Linked DNA regions of Zea mays: all the other regions are linked to region 1. Evidence: chromatin contacts called from public Hi-C data. All regions are on one chromosome and are shown on one strand. The core of a region is the stretch at or near the end of the contact, and the rest is flanking DNA. Distances in the headings are between cores, read along the strand shown.

Region 1 (3,739 bases), core at 406-2,905:
AGATGAAAGAAGCGATGATAAGTTAGCAGGAATTCCTAAGAAAAAATGAAAGTAGAAATGCAACAACTGCATCTAAAAAATGCTTCCATCATTATCCCCTTATTTTACTGTTCAATTCATCTCTTTTTCATCCTTTTTGTTTCCTGTCTTCCTATATGCCTTACTACCTTCGCAAAATCCAACCATGAATATTTACTTTTCAAGGATTCCTTGACATGTCTGAACTGTAAACAGAGTGCTGCTATATTAACATTGGTTTTGAATATTTGGGCAGGCATACATTGTTAAAAAATGCAACACTGAATGACACTCAAATAGATGAAAAGACAAGGTCAGTTCAGAGTACAGCAAGAAGGGGTTATCCACACTTTGGTAATCGAGGCATCTCATAGCTCAGGGATGGAATTAGACCGCATGAACAAGCGGACAGTTGAAAGGGCTAAAATGGATTGATTCCAAATTGATAGACAACTACCTCCTAGATTACACCAACAAAACAAAATTGATGCAAATGGTAGCCATAGACCTATATATAAATATGAAACCAGGTTTCCAGTCATAGCTCGTATACCACACCAAACAAAAGATGCTTTGATCCGATGAAGCTTCCTGCCTTGAACTCATAGTAAAACCAATCTATGCCATCTCAATAGGCTCATTGCGCTTAACCACATAGTAAAACCAATCTATGCCATCTCAATAGGCTCATTGCGCTTAACCACATATGTTCCGCTGTCTGATCATGTGAATCAAATAAGCTCCCATCTCAACTTTTTTGTACATAAAAACTAATTTTCAATGCTAGGGAAGTTGCTTGTAGTCACAACTTAAGCCATAGACATATCAATCACACTGTGTTTGCATCAACGAGACAACTTAGACAGTAGCAGCTCGAGCTATTGGGACATGAGCTTGTGTAAAAGCAGCACAATCTAAGCTAAACCGTTCGCCAAACCAGCTTGAAGCCTTGAACCGACCACATCTAATCTAACCGAGGCAGAAAGTAGAGCTCTCACCCTAATCTCGTGGCGAGCTACGGCATCAGCTGCGACAGATGCGTCGCTCTCGTGGAGGTGGCGCTTAGCTATGGCGTCCGCCGTGGCGTGCTGCGCGCGCGCGGCGCCGATCATGGAGAGCACGCGGACCCCAGCCAGAGCGGGCGCCGAGGCGAAAGCGAGCCCCCCGCCGCACCCCGACGGGAGCACGGCGTCGATAATGTAGAGTCCGAGCAGCAGCACCGCGAGGTTGAGCCCGCCTACAAGGAAAGAGACCACCCGCACCATCCCGAGACGGAAGGATGCCGCCGCAGCCGCCGCCGCGGCGGAGTCGCCGGCGCGGGGTGGCATGGCGGCGGTCCTCCGCCGGGTGGAGGGCGGCGGGGGAGAGGAGGTCGCGCGGCGGCGAGGGAGGAAGCGGCGGAGGAGGAGGAGCGGGGGAGGGGTGGAGGACCCGCAGGTGGGGAGGAGGGGCTTTCTAGACATCCGGCCACGGCGGTGGTGGTTGCGCCCGCGCGGCGGCCATGCGCACGGAAAGCGGGGAACGCGGGTGGTTGGGGACGGGGACGGAAATAGACACGGGAGGACGGGGAGGGTCCTCGCACTACGGAGTACGGACGTTTCCGAGGTTGTGCTGTTCTGCTGATTGGCGATGGCGGGCTTGCAAGTGAAAATGAGTGTCTTTTCTTTCTTTATTTATTTTTAGAATTCGATTTTATAGATCTGAGATGAAAAACACAATAACACATGAATATGGATAGAAATTTCATAAAAGTGGTAGAAACTCGGTTTAACTACGAGACATGAAGGGTTGCACAACTGTTTGTGAATTTATGTGGCTGATATTGCTTTTGTGCAAAAGTGCCAAAATGTTAGATGACGTATATTTTTTGCCTTTATTGGTATGTACTAGTGGTTAGCTCACTCCAACGGAGCAGCCATCCGCCAGGCAAAGCTAAAGTTACCTTATTGTGGTATACTTAAGGAAACATTTTAAGTTGCATTGCCAATCTATTAGACTTTGAAGTGGACTAGAGTACTTTCTAAGGCGATACTCTGTTTGGTCCCCTGACTAAAATTTAGTTCATGACGTATCAAATGTTTGAATATCAATTATAAGTATTAAATATAGGCTTAATTAGTTTTAATAAATTCGTCTCATCTTTTAATCTTTGTCTATGTGATTAGCTTTATAATCAGACTATATTTAATGCTCATAATTATCATTCAAACATTCGATGTGATAGTGATTAAACTTTAGTTGTGTGGAACCAAACACCCCAGAGTCTTATATATGGTTGTGTCTCACAAGTCACAACCACTTTTACAAAACTTTTGTGTCGTTATGTAGCTATAACATGTCAATAAGTAGCTAGCATGGAAGTTTTTTTTCTTGATATGGGGTCTAATCATGACTTGTATAATAGGATTTCCTATAGTTTTTTCAACCATGTTTAACCTTTTGAGATATTTGCCACCACCTCCCTATGCAGGTGTGCTTGGCTCCGGAAGTCAGCGACGTGGCTTAGCCATCTCTAAACCATCATACCTCCTTCTCACCAACCATTCAACGGTGCTTATAACCCAACATCCACATTGTTTGTACACAATTGATGTTGCCCCTTCAGCACATGTTCAATCCCCACTTTGATTGTTTTTAGTGACTACCAGGCTCCATCCCCATGGAAGACGACAACACAACATTTACCGCTTTAGCTACTTCCACCACCTTACGAATACGCACTGCTTGTATAGGGCATCATGTATGTGCTAGACTGGGATTGACTAGAACCATGATGCTTGGGCATAGCGTCCCGTGGTATGACGTACCACCCCTTACTAATAGTGAAGTAGTGAATAGTGATGTCATACTATCGAATCGGCTCGTCCGATAGAAAATACCTGAACGACGCGTCGACTCCCTTCTACCTTTTTGTCTAAGTTATCTTGCTCTTACAGAATCTATAATTGAACTAAACAGGCCTTGAAGACTCTTTTAATTTTGTTAGGGGTTGAAGTAGCTTCAGTATTGTTTACTATAGATCGCTCACCCATGACAAACTGGGAGGTGATGACATTTTTTTTGTTCTTCACTGACCAATGTTCCTTGCGCCATTGAAGTAGGAAGTTGGAGCTGCTTGAAATCTTTTGTCAAAGAGGGTTGGATAAACTATCTATCCCTCACAGTTTGACAAGATCGTAAATCTATGACATATATGACGTGTCTTTTGTACTGGACATTAATTAATAACTAGCTCTAGCAACTTAGGCCATGTTTGGTTTCAATTAGACTTAGGACTAAACTTTAGTCATAGACTAAACTTTAGTCCCTACTTGTTTGGTTACAGGGACTAAATAGATTCTAAAGTCATTAAATATATTGTCCAAAGACTTAAATGTCCTTAGAATACACTCATGTGAGCTTTTAGTCTCTTTTAGCACCTATGTAAAGGACTAAAGACTAAATCATTTTAGTCCATATTTTAGTCCTAATGTTTGGCAAAAAAGGGACTAAATGGGACTAAAAACTAGAGACTAATCTTTAGTCCCTCTAACCAAACACCCTCTTAGACTTATGATATCCATATTCCTCGTTGTCCCGTGTGTTAAAGATAAGTAGTGCTGCACGTGCAAATGAAAAGGTTCTATAGAAGAATTCTTCGTTACACGTTGACGTATTATACCAATATATAATCACGTGGTCGGTCTGTCCACAGGCGGATGTTTAGTCGGGCCCACGGCCC
Region 2 (3,739 bases), core at 620-3,119, 320 kb after region 1:
TCAGCCTCACTCTGTCGAGTGGCACAGCAGTCGGAGCGGGGCAGGCGGCGCTGTTTTCCTGCCAGGTCGGTCAGTGGGGCGGCGAAGTGACTGCGGTCACTTCGGCTCTGTTGACTGAGGAGCGCGCGTCAGGATAAGGTGTCAGTCGATCCTTGCATTAAATGCTCCTGTGATACGGTCGGTTGGCGTGGCGATCTGGCCAAGGTTGCTTCTCCGCGAAGACTGGGCCTCGGCGAGCCGAAGGTGTGTCCGTCACTTGAGGGGGCCCTCGGGCGAGACATGAATCCTCCGGGGTCGGCTGCCTTTGCCTGAGGCTAGGCTCGAGCGAGGCGAGAGCGTGTCCCTTGAGTGGACTGAGCCTTGACCTTAATCGCGCCCATCAGGCCTTTGCAGCTTTGTGCTGATGGGGTTACCAGCTGAGATTAGGAGTCTTGGGGGTACCCCTAATTATGGTCCCCGACAATATCTTTCCTAAATTTACGCACATGCAAGAGAACGTGTTTGACTCATGCATGCATTTTGCCATATTTTTTGGATCTGTATAACCGCATTTACATGTGGCTGCTATGTTTTTGGAACTGCCATAAAAATACGATCTTAATAAAAACATACTAGAGCTATCAACCTCTCAGATTGGCTTGGTATTTACGCTTATAATTGAGGGATTTTATGCTCAAAACTTAAGGTTATTACGCTTCAACCCGGAGATACGTCCACCAGTGAACAACATGCCAGATTTTTTTACACAGTGTAACGAATTGCATAAATACCTACACCATGTAGTATAATTTGGATCAGTATAAATCATAAACTAGATCTAATGTGTTTAGCTGCATGACTGTTGGAGGGATCTTATATTTATGAAGAAAATAAAATATTAAATACGATTTTTTTGTTTCTATGCGTGCAATTCATTTCCTTTCATTGCACATTATTTTCATCATAAATTCGTGTGCATGCAGCTGGTAACAGATTTTTACGCAGTATACCGAATTGCATAATTATCTACACAGGCTAGCATATTTAGTAGCAGTATATATCATAAAATGGTCCTTACGAGTATAGCTGCATAGCTGTTGCAGCGATTCTAAATTTATGGAGAAAATAAAACATTTAAAAATAAAAACCGCCACACATATCTTTACTAAATTTACGCACATGCTTGGGAACATATTTGACTCATGCATGCATTCCTTTTTTTGCGCGTATAGACGTGAGCGCGGGTGGTACAACCGACAGCCTGGTCCAGTCGGTGCGCTGGTTTGAACCAGGTTACAGGGTGATCGGCCTGGACTTCTTTTAACTATTGGAAGTCTATGGCTCCCGTTATACCTGTCCTCTATATATATATATATATATATATATATATATATATATATATATATATATATATATATATATATATGATTTATGTTTTTTATTGGTTTACAGTTTGATAATTAATATTACCAAGACAAACTATCCGACAAATATCCGTTATCTACCAAGTAATATTTGATATATGTTTCTTACCCGTTATCTACGCCTTTTCTTTTTTCCAAGAGAGGGGTAACGGATCGGAGGACGGAGGCCACATGCCCACTGCCCACACCACTACAAAGACACAGCATTCATCCACGTCTAGTCAACGAGGTTTAGTCCGAATGAACTCTCGCGGGTATGCGTCGTCGGAGGCAGTAGAAGGCATCAACGTCCGGAAGTCGTTACGATGAAAAGTCACAAGATTTTTAGCGAATTGTTTCCTAGTGTGATTGGAAATCAGTTGTCTGAGCCTGCACACGATGCCTGGAGAAGACCGGAGGGTCAAGTCTAGCGCATGTGCGTCCATCCGTGTCCAGCTTTTACTATTTCAACGGGAGCATCTAAAGAACTGCTGGTCAAGCAAGCTCCAGGCGGGAAAGGAAGGACAATGCAAGCAGCTATCAATTGGATACTGATGTGTGCCCCGACCTCGGGGTCGGATTCTGTACAAAAGTAACCGTAGAAAGGTCGCTGACGTGTATGTTCGGGACCACACATAGCTTCAAATTAAAGTCAACTATTCATATTGTCGCAGCTATAAGACAAAACATTATGGCCATATTTGGTTTCTTTAGTCTATGGACTAAAGTTTATTCTCTAACAAGTTTAGTTCTAAGAGCTAAAAATAATAAGAATATACTAAATGACTCATAAAAATACTAAAATGATTTTAATATTCTTCTGCTATTAGTACAATTGAACTAAATAAGGGCTAAATGTGGAATTAATATGGTTTAGTCTTTTTAGCACATATGTGAAGGACTAAAGACTAAATCATTTTAGTCCATATTTTAGTCCTAGTGTTTGACAAAAAAGGGACTAAATGAGACTAAAAACTAGAGACTAATCTTTAGTCCCTCTAACCAAACACCCTCTATATCAACAATAGAAACGAGTAAGGATTAAAGTCAAGCAATGCTTTCCGCCGACCTCAGCAAGTCCATCTCTGAGCTGGTTTTTTGCTGCAGGCTACAATACTCCACGAGGAAATAATGGTAGAGCTGAACAGCTGGTAGCTGGATGCGTCAAACTGTGGAAAACTTGAAATGCTGCAAAAATCAGAAGCAATATATGGATTTCGACAGCTTCTTTGCACCAGCCCATAACCCAAAGATCAAACCATTTATGCTTATTGCCCCCATCCCAGGTCTACATGTTAGCTAGTCTACATGTTAGCTAGATAGCTATAGTGCTGTTTTGGTAGCAGTGTTTTTGTCATGGATGGTTTCATTTATGCTTGTTATTGGCCGCCGTAGGGCGGCTTATCTGTATCTTGGGGTCCTTTTTGGACCTTTTTCCCCTTCTTAATATATTTTCGCGCAGCTCTCTTGCGCTTTCGAGAAAAAATATATGGATTTCGAGAAGGAAAAAAACGAGTCCCAAGAGCAGCGAAACCAGAAGGACAGTTGCTCTGGAATCAGCTTCTGACTTTTGCTGCCCTCTGGATATGGTGATTGCGAGCATGGTCAGTGCAGGTACTCGTGGGAATGGATGCTGTGGTCATCAACGGCACCAGGCCCAGCATCTCACGTCAGAACGCAAGCACCGCAACCCTTTCCAGCACATCTGGTCGCATGACAAGCCAATCATCCAGCTACTTTATGATATATTAACACGGGCATAAAGTACTAGGAATCAGGGGAGATACTTTCATCACTCACAGAAAGCATGTGATACGAAAGTGAAGAGAGCCCAAGTCAACCATGCATAAGAATGGCTCAAGTTGAAGTTCATTTTAGAATGTATCTAATCGATTCACTACCCACTACAGACGAGTGAAAGAGCTCAATAAAGAAGAGGCTACAGCTTACAAGATTGCGACAGTCACATCCCCCAGGACAGCCATCGATTCTCTACACGAAATGGTGCGATAGGAGAGCTGCTAGAGATAGCCTAACCAAGAAAGAACTCACGGGGGGATTGAAACAGTTGTACGCAAAAAAAAAAACACAAAGAACGGCTTAGTCATATCAGTTCTTTTTATATGTGAATCTGGTTTTGGCATAGGTGGAAGTTCCTTCCAAGTCGTTCCATCATCAAGCATATAAACATTACTATACACAACCTTCACAAGCAGAGTGTAATTTTTAAAAAAGAGGGTAATAACAAAGATAAATAAATAGTGCAAATAGTAAGGTTACTAAGAAAATAGTGAAACTACTAGTACTTTCGGATTGATTCTGGTCTCAACTCAAAAACATCAATTATGCCAATGTTT
Region 3 (3,739 bases), core at 477-2,976, 300 kb after region 1:
CCCACCGCAGCGGCAGCAGCCTCCTGCCCGCTAACGAGCTCGAACAGTACCACCCCAAACGCGTACGCGTCGCCTTTCGTCGTGCCGACCGGATTGCTCGCGCACTCTGGAGCAACGTAGCCGAACTCCCCCAAGTCTCCCTTGAGGAAAGGGCTAGTATCGCCGCCCTCGCCGGGCGCCATCCGGACCAGCCTCGTGAGGCCAACGTCTGTGATCCGGGCCTCGTAGTCCTCGTCAAGAAGCACTGCGCTCGAGCTCAGGTTCTGGTGAATCTGCGGAACCTGGAACCCATGGTGCAGCCACGCAAGCCCCCTCGCTGCCCCCACGGCGATCCTCAGCCGTGTCGCCCAGTCCAGCAGCGGCGCCTCCTCCCCTGGCTTCTTCTTCATCACCGACGAAAGAGCCCCGCTCTCCATATGCTTATACACCAGCAGCCTCTCGTCCTCCACGACGCAGAAGCCCAGCAGCGGCACGATGTTGGGATGCCGCAGCTGCCCGATCCGACACATCTCCGCCCTGAACGCCTTCTCCGAGAGCGGGCACGAGTGCAGGCGCTTGACCGTCAGCGCGGACCCGTCCCGTAGCACGGCGCGGTAGGCCGTCCCCGCCCGCGAGCTCCCGGCGACCACGATGTGGCTGCTGCTGAAGTCCTGCGTGGCGGCCATCAGGTCGGCGAGCTTCACCTTCACGATGGGCTTCTGGAACAGCGACACCGGGGCCAGGCGGTTGTGCGCCGCACGCAGCCTCTCGGTCCACCAGCTCCCGTCCTCCCCGCCGCCCGACTCGCTGCCGCCGCGCCTGTGGCGGCGGCGTCCTCCCTTGCCCTTCCCGCTGCACCGCCAGAAGAAGTAGGCGAGGAGCAACGACGCGGCGGCTCCCAAGACTCCCGCGGCGATGACGATCCCGAGGCCGGCGCTCCCCAGCCCGCGGCCGCAGCGCGAGGACACGGGGCGGCCGCAGAGGCCCGAGTTCCCGGAGAAGGAGTCCCTGGGGAAGCGGTCGCCGAGCTGGGGCGGGATCTGGCCGGAGAGCTGGTTCCCCGAGAGGTCGAGCGACTTGAGCCGGTCGAGCCGCGCGAGGGAGGCGGGGATCTGGCCGGAGAGCTGGTTCCCGGAGAGCGTGAGCGAGTTGAGGAAGCGGCAGTTGGCGAGCTCCGCGGGGATCGCGCCGGTGAGCTGGTTGGAGGAGAGGTCGAGGGTGACGAGGAAGGGGAGCCAGTCGCAGAGGGCCGGCAGGATCGTGCCGACGAGCGCGTTGCTAGAGAGGTCCAGCGTGGTGGCGGCGCTGCAGTACTGGAGCGAGGAGGGGATGGAGCCGACGAGGCCGAAGCCGGAGAGCGAGAGCGACAGCACGCGGGACTCCTGCAGGTTCCAGCAGCCGATGCCGCTGTAACTGCAGACGGCGCCCCCCGAAGTGTTCTTGAAGTCCCAGTCGGCGAGGCGCCCGTTGGGGTCGGCGAGGTCGTGCTTGACGCCCCGGAGGCAGCGCAGGCCGTCCTGCTGCGGCGCCGCCTCCGATCCGGGCGCGGGCTGCGGCGCCGCGGGAGGGGCCAGGAGGAGGAGGACGATGATCGGGGGCAGGAGGCGAGGAGGAGGCATGGCGGACGGATGCACGCGGATTGGGGCGCGGCGGTGGTGGTGGGGGAGGGGAGCGGTTTGACCAGGTGGGAGACTGCGTGCTTGCTGCGGGCTGCGGCCCGGGGTGGTGGTGGTGGGATTGGAGTGGATGGGGAGGGCAGGGAAACTGGCAGGCAGGCAGGCAGGCAGCGAAGGATTGAAGAGTTGTATACTGCGTGTGCGCTGCGCGCTAGGCTCTACCGCTAGTGGCAGTTGGTCTGGGTTTTGGGACGGGCTGTGCGTGGACCGCGCCGCGGGGTCGCCGAGATGGCGGAGGGAAGCGAGGCGGATCAGCGGCCAGCGGGGCACGGGGTCGGCGCGATGGAAACGAATGAGTGGTTGCCTGATTGGGCTGGGTGAGGCGGATCATCGGCTGGGCCGTACAACCCATTACCCGTATAAGATCTATATCTGCATAACCAAAGTTTACCAAAAACACTATTTTATAATGTTCCACTCGTAGAGAGATTTATAATGTTCCACTCGTATAAGATCTATAACTGCTGCAGATAGTTTTAGAAGTAAGATGGTCTACAGTGGACCCTATAAAATATGGGACATAGACTATATATGATATTGTTTGACACTGTTTGTAGAATAAAGTTTAAAATAATAGATGAGATAGGACATGAGATAGGAATCCAATAGAGATAACATAAGTATAAAAAAACACAAGAAACATATCTTAGTGAAGAACATCTTTAGCACAGTTTTAGATATCATATAACTCATATAAATATAAGTCGTATATTAAGCGATTCTAGTGAATAAGATATATTGGATTCTATAAAATATTTCTTATGTATATCTAATACTTAGAGAACTGTAACATGTTATTTAAGTTGTACATGGCCTATGGTCGCCCTAGCGGGTTACAGGAAATTCAACTATTTTCCCGGACATTAGATGGAGAAAAAAATCGATTCCTCCGACAAACGTTTGTTGAAAAAAAAATTGATACCGAATCTCAAATAAAACATATTTTTCCTGTTTTTTCCGGGAAGGATCCAAGAAAAGTTTATGATTATAACCCTTATAACCCCCATAATCATTTGGTCGGGATCTTGTGCATATCTCTCAAATAAACAATCTCCATATGGTATAGATTCAGTTATTTCTGGATAGATACGGTCTGTAGAATCCAAACTAGATGCAGACATCCACCAAGTAAGCAAGAATCGATCAAACACGAGGAAATTGTTGAGGCTTTGGTGTTAAATCACTGTAGTTTTTGTCAGGTGCTTTATTTAGTGCTAGAGCAAAATGTTGGTTTTGGAACAGTTCTAAATTTCATAAACAGGTGGCTGATATATAACCCACTTCTATATAGCATTGTTCTATATATATGATATAAAAATCGATTGTGCTCTATATTTCTTCTTTTGTTAATTTCGTACATCAGTTGCTTCCTCGTTTTCTAGGTCCGAAACTAGGGGGTCGACTGACGACTAGCATATCGTGAAGTGTATTTTTTTAAAATTAAAGTCTGTTTGGATCCATGAATTAAAAGTAAAGTGACCAAATAACAGACTGTGCACCACATATACATCACATATTCACATGTATAATTCTAATACTTCATAGCTTATTATTGTTGTTATTTGCTTATTTTTTAAGAGAAGGTATATTTGCTTGACTATAATATATACTAGTAACTTAGGCGCGTCTTGCGCGCGCACGGAACATTAGTAATAAATGGTAGCAGTGTTAAATCTGGGATTAAATGAAGCCCTGTTCCGATTTTAATATAATAAAAAGTATAATATGACAACCACCTGACGATTGGTCTGATTTTAGTAATACTGCATATTTTGCTAGCACCGGTGGCTGCTACGACTCTTCAATCTTGCAAACAACCACCTGACAGGAAGCTTTCATAGTGAGCTCGGGATGAAGTATGGTAGCAATATGATGTCCGTATCAGTAGTAAAATCGTAAGATTTGATAGATTTAATTAAGTGCTGGACCGCGCTCACTATGAAAGCTCAGTATGAAAGCAAACATGGACTATGGTTCTGAAGTAATACTGCATATTGATTACTAATTTCTTTGTCATTCGAGTGTGCTGAGGAAATGCTCACGAAGAGGGTGCTGGGCTGAATAGCTAGAGGGTCCCAAAGAAG

The links. A called contact is a pair of places that touch in the nucleus more often than the background predicts.
Region 2: a Hi-C map of ear shows a contact between it and region 1, with 2.0 times the contacts expected there. The contact joins the enhancer-like site here to the promoter of LOC103641787 in region 1. A contact is called at or near these places in 2 of 25 Hi-C or Micro-C datasets (ear and tassel).
Region 3: a Hi-C map of leaf shows a contact between it and region 1, with 2.7 times the contacts expected there. The contact joins the promoter of LOC111590286 here to the promoter of LOC103641787 in region 1. A contact is called at or near these places in 3 of 25 Hi-C or Micro-C datasets (bundle sheath, endosperm and leaf) and 1 of 3 datasets of contacts at active chromatin or transcription factors (leaf).

What each region holds. Positions count from the first base shown.
Region 1 is chr10:129,389,878-129,393,616 of Zm-B73-REFERENCE-NAM-5.0, reverse strand. LOC103641787 (diacylglycerol lipase-beta) reads right to left here and starts at 1,655. Exons shown (of 14, transcript XM_008665122.2): 1 at 1,017-1,655. The coding sequence starts at 1,481.
Region 2 is chr10:129,074,746-129,078,484 of Zm-B73-REFERENCE-NAM-5.0, reverse strand. LOC103641780 (a long non-coding RNA gene) reads right to left here. Exons shown (of 2, transcript XR_560495.3): 2 at 2,023-3,739. Among protein-coding and RNA genes, the nearest start is that of LOC103641780, 4.6 kb to the right of the region's middle. Within about 2 kb of position 1,869, at least 14 of the 20 cell types and tissues checked have an H3K27ac peak or open chromatin away from gene starts, as enhancers often do. A contact at or near this core is called in ear, where this site is marked.
Region 3 is chr10:129,091,327-129,095,065 of Zm-B73-REFERENCE-NAM-5.0, reverse strand. It overlaps LOC111590286, which reads left to right and starts at 1,726. Exons shown (of 2, transcript XM_023301203.2): 1 at 1,726-2,029. The coding sequence starts at 1,726. LOC103641783 (inactive LRR receptor-like serine/threonine-protein kinase BIR2) reads right to left here. Exons shown (of 2, transcript XM_020545689.2): 2 at 1-3,739. The coding sequence starts at 1,598. It also overlaps the pseudogene LOC109939339.